3 separate regions of the Zea mays genome follow, and all the other regions are linked to region 2. The links are chromatin contacts, called in public Hi-C maps. All regions are on one chromosome and are shown on one strand. The core of a region is the stretch at or near the end of the contact, and the rest is flanking DNA. Distances in the headings are between cores, read along the strand shown.

Region 1 (2,700 bases), core at 127-2,626, 460 kb before region 2:
GTCCTCGCCGGCGAGGAGCACCTCCTTGCGGAGGCGGGCGCGCTTGCGAGCGCTGATGCCGAGCGGCTTCCACGCGCCGAGCTCCCAGTATCCCCACACCCCCTTCCCGAGCTCACCCTTGTACTTTGCCAGCTTCTCCTTCCACGGGTACCCCTCCGCCCACCTCGCCGCCGTCGCGGCCGCCGCCTTCCCGGCCATCGTCGTCAGCTCCGATCGCTCTGGGTCAGTTAGGGTTCAGCCCGCGGCTTCGGGTAGTAGAGTGACCACCTATTGGGCCTTCTGAGGCTGGGCCACATTGTAGCTCATGTATTGGGCTTTAATGGCACATAAGTGGGCGAGGGAGAGACCAGGTCCGCAGCTTTTTTTTCCAGCTTCTAGACACCAGAAGCTGCTGCAGACTAGTAAATGTCTAGCTTTTTTTCTTTTCAGTCTGCTTATATAAGAATTATTTTGGTCAAAATTGTCTAAAATCAACATGAACATATAATAAGCTGAGTCGTTGCGATAGTAAAAACCATCACTTTCGATATCATAAATCCTATGAAATATTTTATCTTCTTTTACATGTAATCACCATGATACTTAGATTCTCTTTACAGTCAGATTCTCCTCACAATCAGATTCTTAGAAAAGCTTCTCAGAAAAAAGCTGAACCAAACAAACCCCCAACTCTAATCGAGCCTTTTATAAAGCCTTGAGCACGAATTTCATGGAACATATTTTGGTTATAGAAGTTGTAAAAAACAGTTTCTATTTATTGTCTGCTTTTAGTACATTCTGATAAACAGCTAAACTGATAACTGCTTCAAAAATGTCCTGTTTGGTCTATCTTTTGCTTAAACCTATGAAAAAAATTTATAGAAGTTGTGTCAAAGAGGGCCTTTGTATACTGTCAACAAGATCTCGCTTCCTTCCAATACCGTTCATTTTTACAGGTGTGACAAATACGATAGAGTTGTTTACTTCTCTTTAGAAGTGAAGCACACTAACTAGTTCTAAGCGGATGAAAATCTAGAGAACTACTGAGTGGAAGAGATGGCCGGTTTGGAACAACCCCTCCTCTTATTATAGAACTGTTATATATTTGCAAATCCGCTCTTAGATCTTTTTAAAAAAAATCACTTAACCCAAGGAGCATAATAGTTTAAACGATAAAATGCCAAATGCCATCTCGACGTTCTCCCTTTGGTTTCGAGGTCCAAACGATAAAATGAAATGGGCTGGTGGGTCTCGTGGGCTCCGTTTTGCGATCTTTAGCAATTATCACGAGTACGTAGGCCGATAGTATGTACGTACGGGTTGGATACAGCCAGCCCAACGAATAGCAGTCGCACGGCACGCAGTAATAACCTGCCCATCCCCCGACCCCACCACCGAGCTTATCTCCTCCCGTCTAGGCGACGACGACGACGAAGCAGCGGGAGGAGCATAAGCGCCGCCGATCCCGAGCATACGAGCGAGTTCTCCACTCATCCTCCGCCTCGTGCCGCAGATCCCTACGTACGCCGCCCGCCAGCCATGGCCCGCTCCTCCTCGCAGTCGCAGTCCTCCGTTGGCGCTGGCGCCGGCGCCGGCGCGCGCCCGGCCACCGTGGGGCCGCGCGGCACGGCCGCGGCGGCCGCCGGGATGCGCCGCCGCCGCGCCACCGCGTCCGGCGGGGGTGGCGGATTCTCGGGGGGCGGCGGGAGCAACATGCTCCGCTTCTACACCGACGAGGCGCCGGGGCTCCGGCTCTCGCCTACCATGGTGCTCGTCATGTCCCTCTGCTTCATCGGCTTCGTCACCGCCCTCCACATCTTCGGCAAGCTCTACCGCTCCCGGACGGCCGCGGCCTCCGCGTGATCCGATCCGATCCGACCGCTCTTGCTCCCACACATCGGATCAGACAGACAGATCAGACGGTGAAGGTTTTGGTTTTTGGGTGATGAATTTGTGTATGGCGAGACGCGCAGCTTGTTGTGTTGCCTAGCTTTTGGTTGGTCCTTACTTTCGATCTGCAGATGGAAACCCTAGTACTGGTCAACTTAATGCGCCCTTTCTGTTATTTTCTTCCCTTGCTTTGAGAATTATTACTGGAATAACTATGACTAGTTTCTTCTAATTCTGCTTGCTAGCTACAAGTGCATCTTCCTAGCTTTAGATGTGCTCCATTGTTGTCGCTCCATTAACTACTTTCTGCACTTGCTAGGTATTCTGGGTACTTTTACCGAACTGGGGAGTTTGATTATTGCTTCGCACCTTACCTGCTAGCCATAAAATTCTGCATTATGTTGTGTGCTCCTATAATTTGTCAGTGTTTGTTTCGCCCCTCCAGCAAGCTCTTGTTCTGAAACTATAGCATTCGAAGTTTGTACAAGTAGCTATGCTCGACATGATGTTATTATGTTCATCGCGAGGTTATAACAATATGATGCTGGTTGATTTATATACCTGGAAGTTAGAATGGGCAAAGCATATGACAGCTCCTTATTGCATTAGGCTTGAACTGGATGCTGCTATGAGTTTTTTTATCAAAGTTTTAAGCGTGTCGGGTCAAGGGTATGGACCTCCACTAATGTTTGGTCGTCAGGTTAAGGGTCACTTGGGTGGGTCCCTAATGTCACTTGATTCCCCGAACTTTTATTAGTGTGATCTGATGTGGTTTCATTAGTGTGCTCTAATGTGGCATGACACATCCACATTCGATTTGTATGTTATAAA
Region 2 (2,700 bases), core at 179-2,678:
GATGCCCCGTCGCAATATCTTATCTTCACTTTATTCCAATTGTAAAAATCTGCAAATGACAGCAGAGCAATTGGACATATTAATATACTATTACGACATAATACAACAAGATGATCTTTAATTGCTGATCAGGAGTTAACTGTTTGCAGCGAGAAATTAAGACAGTTGAAAGCATGTAAATACCACAGGGGGCGCCTGTATTCATGAATACTAACAGTTTCCTACATTGTAGTGAAATATGATCCAATTGGTTTAATATGCAAAATAGCAATTCAAGGATGGTTAGAAATTAGATGAGGACTTTATGCTTCTAAAAAGTCTAAATTGTACAGTCAAACCTATTTGCAGGCACAACTACCCAATTGTGAAGACATTACTAATGGGTGTAGTGTTGCAATTTAGACACAAATACATAATCAACAATAAAGGTAACAAACACTAGAGAGATGGGAAACTTCAATACCGGGATTCTGAGATTTGTCATCGCTCAAGATCCCTGTAAACTCAACCTGGCCTTCCATGTACCGGGATGATCCCAACATTGATCTCTGACGTGAGGCACATGATTTGAGATTACGACACCAGCCTCCACCCTAAAGGTTGCAAAAAAAAAAAAAAGAGAGAAGCTATAGGATGTTTTGTTTAAGAAATGGGTTGGCACGTCATCTTCTTACTCCTCAAATTTTTTGTTAAAGGAGTGGTGCTTATCACAGCATTGCTACGGAACCTGATGCGTGCTTGGAATTGAAATCTACAACGCATGCATGGTTCAAACGAGCTTCGAGACCCAAGGCGCACGAGCTCGTATCGAAACGTGATATCGATCGGGAACATCACCTACCTCCAAGTGGATTAGCCAGCTCCGCGATCCACTCCCAGACCCTCCCTGCAGATGGTACCCGGGCGCGCTCCCATCCAAGCACACTGCGAAAACCAGAGCAGAGACCCGACTCAGATCCCGAGGCCGATTCCTGGTCGGGAAGTACTCGGGGCACCGTACGTGCGCGAGTACGAACGGACGGACGGCCGTTCGAAATTTGAAATTGAGAATTGAAAGCAAGGACGTGTTGTGAGCCGGGAACTCACGCGCGCCCTTCTCGCTGGCGCGGCGGACGAGGGTGAGTCCGACGAGGGCGGGGCCGCGGCGGCCACTGGACGCAGGGAATACTATGGAGGCGTAGCTGGAGAGCGCGAGGAGCAAAGCGGTCGCGAGCAGCGCGACGGCGAAGGTGGCCCCGACCGCGCCGGCCCGGCCCCGGCGCCTCCACCACAGGCGCAGGTGGTGCGAGGCCGGGGCCGACGGTGGCGGCGGCGGCATGGTCGGGGCAGGGCAGGGCAGGGCAGCGCAGGATCTGATGCGGACTGCGGACGGCTGGGCTGCAGCCTGCAGGCAGGCGGTACCGCGGTAGTGGAGTGCAGAGTGCTCGTGTCGTGCTGTGCCCCCTGCGGTTGGTGGTGGCAGCGCGTGCCCCGTTTTTATACTGGGCTGGGTCGCTTTTGCTTGGGCCTTTTGGTCCAACTGTCCGTTCTTCGTCATTTCCCAGAGTATCACTGTAGTTCATCTTTTAAAAAAACCTTTTTTCTCGACTGAACTGGAGGGATCAAAGCCCCTGCAGAAATTTATTAAAACGACAAAGAGTTACAGAGAAACAAAGCAACAAAACAGCAAAGCTAAAAAAGTTTTCAGTCAACGAATTGAGGGGGAAAAAATAAGGACATGGGAACAGACAGCTTTTGTATCCACAAATCCAAAAAACTTGGAAATTTGGCTTTTGCCCTCAAATAAACCAGTTTCGACTCTTTATTGAAAGTTTCCTTCAACCCTTTTGCCCTCAAAAGCCTGGTCCCCAAATGATGATTCTAACTAAAGCTATATGATAAATACCCACGGTACCAAAAGTACAAAGTTTTTCGTGTAAAATAAAGGGTTTACGATGTAGATTATATTGTTTACGTGCAGTGGCGGGCACACGACAGTGGCGGGCACACGACGAGAATTCATGGGGGCCAAGAAAACCACATGACAAAAACCAAGTACGGCCAAAAAAATAGTATTACATAGAATCCAAGTTTCATATCAATACACGTTAAACGAAAAAAATATAAACAAAAAAAGGAAACATATTGCTAAGTTCTTGCTGACCGAACTGATGTCGTATGTATTTGTCTAATGTCTATCCTTAAATGGTGGGGCACCAGTAAAGGGCTATATAAGACGGCCTCTCCAACACTAAGACAGGGCTCGTTGGTTCACCAAGTTCGTCGATCGCCAAGGATGGATCGCATTGTCACGACGAGCGAGATCGTGCCTGTCAGCCGTATCGATCACGACGATGACAAGTGGGGTGAGGGTGTCATTAGGGTTCGAGGTCGGGCGACACCACGTGTCGGGAAGGAGGCAGTGGCGGGCGACATCGGGGCATGGTTTACAAAACCGCTAAAAACCGGCGGTAAACCGGTCGGTTTACCGAAACCGCCGAGGTGCGGTTTCGGTAAACCACCGGTTTTTTTTCAAAATTCGTTTGAAATTCAAAAGATTTGAAAAAATTCATAAATACCAAAAACCGTTGGTAAACCGTTTTTTGGGACCGGTAAACCGCTATTTGAGATCGGTAAACCGCCAATTTTTGCCGGAAAACCGGATTTAATGCCAAAATTGAGTATTTAGTGGTCAATTTAGACAATATTAGTCTTGTTTAC
Region 3 (2,700 bases), core at 123-2,622, 340 kb before region 2:
GTGGGTCACCATGATGGTCTCACAATTAATTCTACCATTGTTAAGTAATTAGACAAATTCATGATTAATTCTAGACTATATAGATCTTAAACTCAGGTAATAACATGTATAACATTAACATACTAGTTGAATCGAGCAATATCAATAGGAACAACAATATGATTGAATCTGCACGTATGATGAAATAATAGACTAGATCATGGAGTGGTTAACTAATGGTGGAATAGTTTACTATGGTTGGATAGCGTTGTTATTGAAGACGAGTAAAATAATTCAGTGACAGAGGGGATATGCAAGATGAGCCGTCATTCAAGTCAGGAACAGTCGCACGAAAAGCGATTCCCAAAAACCTTATTCATCATCCTCCACTGCAGGATCACAGAAACTAACGGTTCAAGAGATATGCTTTTCTGATCGCTAGTGGATGCAAATGTCCGGGATAGAGAGACGGTATACCAACATGAATGAGACAAAATTAACCTTTGTTCGAATAGAGATGCATTTCTAATATTGACCAGGTGTTTTGAAAATTTAAGTGTAAATGAGTTTTTGAAATTTTATTTGGTCATTGAGGATTTCTATAGGTCCCGTTTGTTTCCTTTCATTTTGAAGAATTGAAATCTTACTAATAAAATAAACTATTTTTTTAGAATGTAATATTCCACCACTTTCCAAAGTTATCATATAAGCCTATCTCAAATTCATGAGGTGAGAGATAGAAATTGATTCTATAGATTTACATGCTATTTTTCCGATGTACAACTTATAGCACACTCTTCTACTTGCTTCGCTATAACATAAATGTAGTATATAACTATCTCTGTCATATGATTTAGGATAATATACAAATATATTACATATATAAATATATGAACTTAATTAGTTTTGTCTAAATTATAATTATTAAAATGGAATTCAATTCCAACGAAACAAACGGGGCATAAGACGAATTCCATATATTGCGACGTACATCACTCCACGGTTCAAGCTGTGTGTAGCACATCGTGTATATGACCGTGTAATGCGGTGACAAGTGAACGTTAGTACGGTAGTTATGGGGGACAAGTGACATGTCGCCGCATCATGATTAGTAAGCGTTGCCAGGTCAAAGTAGCATTAAAATGATGCGTTCATTAGGAAGCTGTTCCAACTTCCAACTAGATCTGTGTTGAAACGAGTGGCATATATACAAAATCTTGAGAATTTTTTTTCAAGACATCTCATTCATCTGCCTCGTTAACTAGAAGCATGCGATCACAATGAAATGTTGTCGTCGGCACTCAGCTGGCTTGGACGACGTGACGTGCATGCATACTTAAGTAAGTGCTATAAAAAGGCCCAAAGCCGAAGCGAACTAGCGAAGAAACCACAACCGAAACCCACAACAAAAGCATCGCCAAGGTACGTAGAACGTAGCCATGGTGTCGTCCGGAACTGGAAGCATTGCCAAGAGGTGGCGCGAGCTCCAGGGCGAGAAGTCGTGGAAGGGCCTCCTGGAGCCGCTGGACATGGACCTCCGCAAGTCCATCATCTCCTACGGCGAGCTCGTGGCGGCCACCGGCGACGGCTTCAACAACGAGCCGCACTCGCCGCACGTTGGCCTCTGCAAGTACGGCCACGACGACCTGCTGACCAAGTCGGGAGTGGCCGCCGCCAGCCACTACAAGGTGACCAAGTTCGTGTACGCGTGGGAGGATTCGAAGCTCACTTGGATAGGGTACGTCGCGGTGGCCACGGACGGCGAGGGCGTGGCAGCTCTAGGGAGGCGCGACATCGTCGTGGCGTGGCGCGGGTCGATGACAGGCGCGGAATGGTGGAAGGACGTCGAGGTTCTGCCGACGTGTCCCTGGCCGGCGCTGGGCCTGGAGGACCACTCCGTCGGGCACGGGCACCCGTGCGCCCGCGTGCACAGTGGCTTCCTGTCCTTGTACACGGAGCCACCCAAGCCGCCCAAAGACACCAACTCCGACATGGCGTTCTTTGTCAACGGCAGCGCCAGAGACCAGGTTCTGGCGGAGGTGAGGAGGCTGATGGAGCTCCACAGGGACGAAGACACCAGCATCACCGTCGTCGGCCACAGCCTCGGATCGGCGCTGGCCATCCTGAACGCCATCGACCTCGTCGGCAACGGCGTGAACTCCTCCGGCCTCCTCGGCGGGCGGCCTCCGTGCCCGGTGACGGCCATCGTGTTCGCGTGCCCACACGTCGGGAACGACAGTTTCAGAGACGCCTTCACCTCGTTCAAGTACCTCAAGGTCCTCCACGTCAAGAACCAGCAAGATTGGGTGCCGTTTCTCATGGGCTGGCTACATGACCTGGGCGTCACACTGCACATCGACACGGCCCTGTCGCACTACCTCAAGAAGCCCAACCTTGTCACGGCCCACAGCCTTGAGAGCTACATGCACGCCGTCGCCGGCGAGGTGGGAAGCGACGGCAAGTTCAGGCTGCTGGTGGACCGCGACGTGGCGCTGGTGAACAAGAGCGCCGACGCGCTCAAGGACGAGTACCATGTGCCGGCGAGCTGGTGGGTGCCGCACAACAAGAACATGGTCAAGAACGATCAAGGCAAGTGGGAGCTCAAGGATTTTGAGCAATTCTGACCTGAACTATAAGGCGTTTTAATAATAATAATAATAATAATAATAATAATAATAATAATAATAATAATAATAATAATAATAATAATAATAATAATAA

The links. A called contact is a pair of places that touch in the nucleus more often than the background predicts.
Region 1: a Hi-C map of tassel shows a contact between it and region 2, with 2.2 times the contacts expected there. The contact joins the promoter of LOC100280873 here to the promoter of LOC100274158 in region 2. A contact is called at or near these places in 2 of 25 Hi-C or Micro-C datasets (leaf and tassel).
Region 3: a Hi-C map of tassel shows a contact between it and region 2, with 2.8 times the contacts expected there. The contact joins the promoter of LOC100382019 here to the promoter of LOC100274158 in region 2. A contact is called at or near these places in 3 of 25 Hi-C or Micro-C datasets (ear, leaf and tassel).

The regions. Positions count from the first base shown.
Region 1 is chr8:137,055,379-137,058,078 of Zm-B73-REFERENCE-NAM-5.0, forward strand. It overlaps LOC100280873 (protein transport protein Sec61 beta subunit), which reads left to right and starts at 1,377. Exons shown (of 1, transcript NM_001153793.1): 1 at 1,377-2,242. The coding sequence starts at 1,519. The coding sequence ends at 1,842. It overlaps LOC101202700, which reads right to left and starts at 272. Exons shown (of 3, transcript NM_001294319.2): 1 at 1-272. The coding sequence starts at 198.
Region 2 is chr8:137,519,215-137,521,914 of Zm-B73-REFERENCE-NAM-5.0, forward strand. LOC100274158 (Pectin acetylesterase 5) reads right to left here and starts at 1,429. Exons shown (of 12, transcript NM_001360546.1): 1 at 1,087-1,429; 2 at 842-924; 3 at 464-593; 4 at 1-49. The coding sequence starts at 1,318.
Region 3 is chr8:137,181,571-137,184,270 of Zm-B73-REFERENCE-NAM-5.0, forward strand. It overlaps LOC100382019 (Phospholipase A1-IIgamma), which reads left to right and starts at 1,373. Exons shown (of 1, transcript NM_001174785.1): 1 at 1,373-2,650. The coding sequence starts at 1,419. The coding sequence ends at 2,603.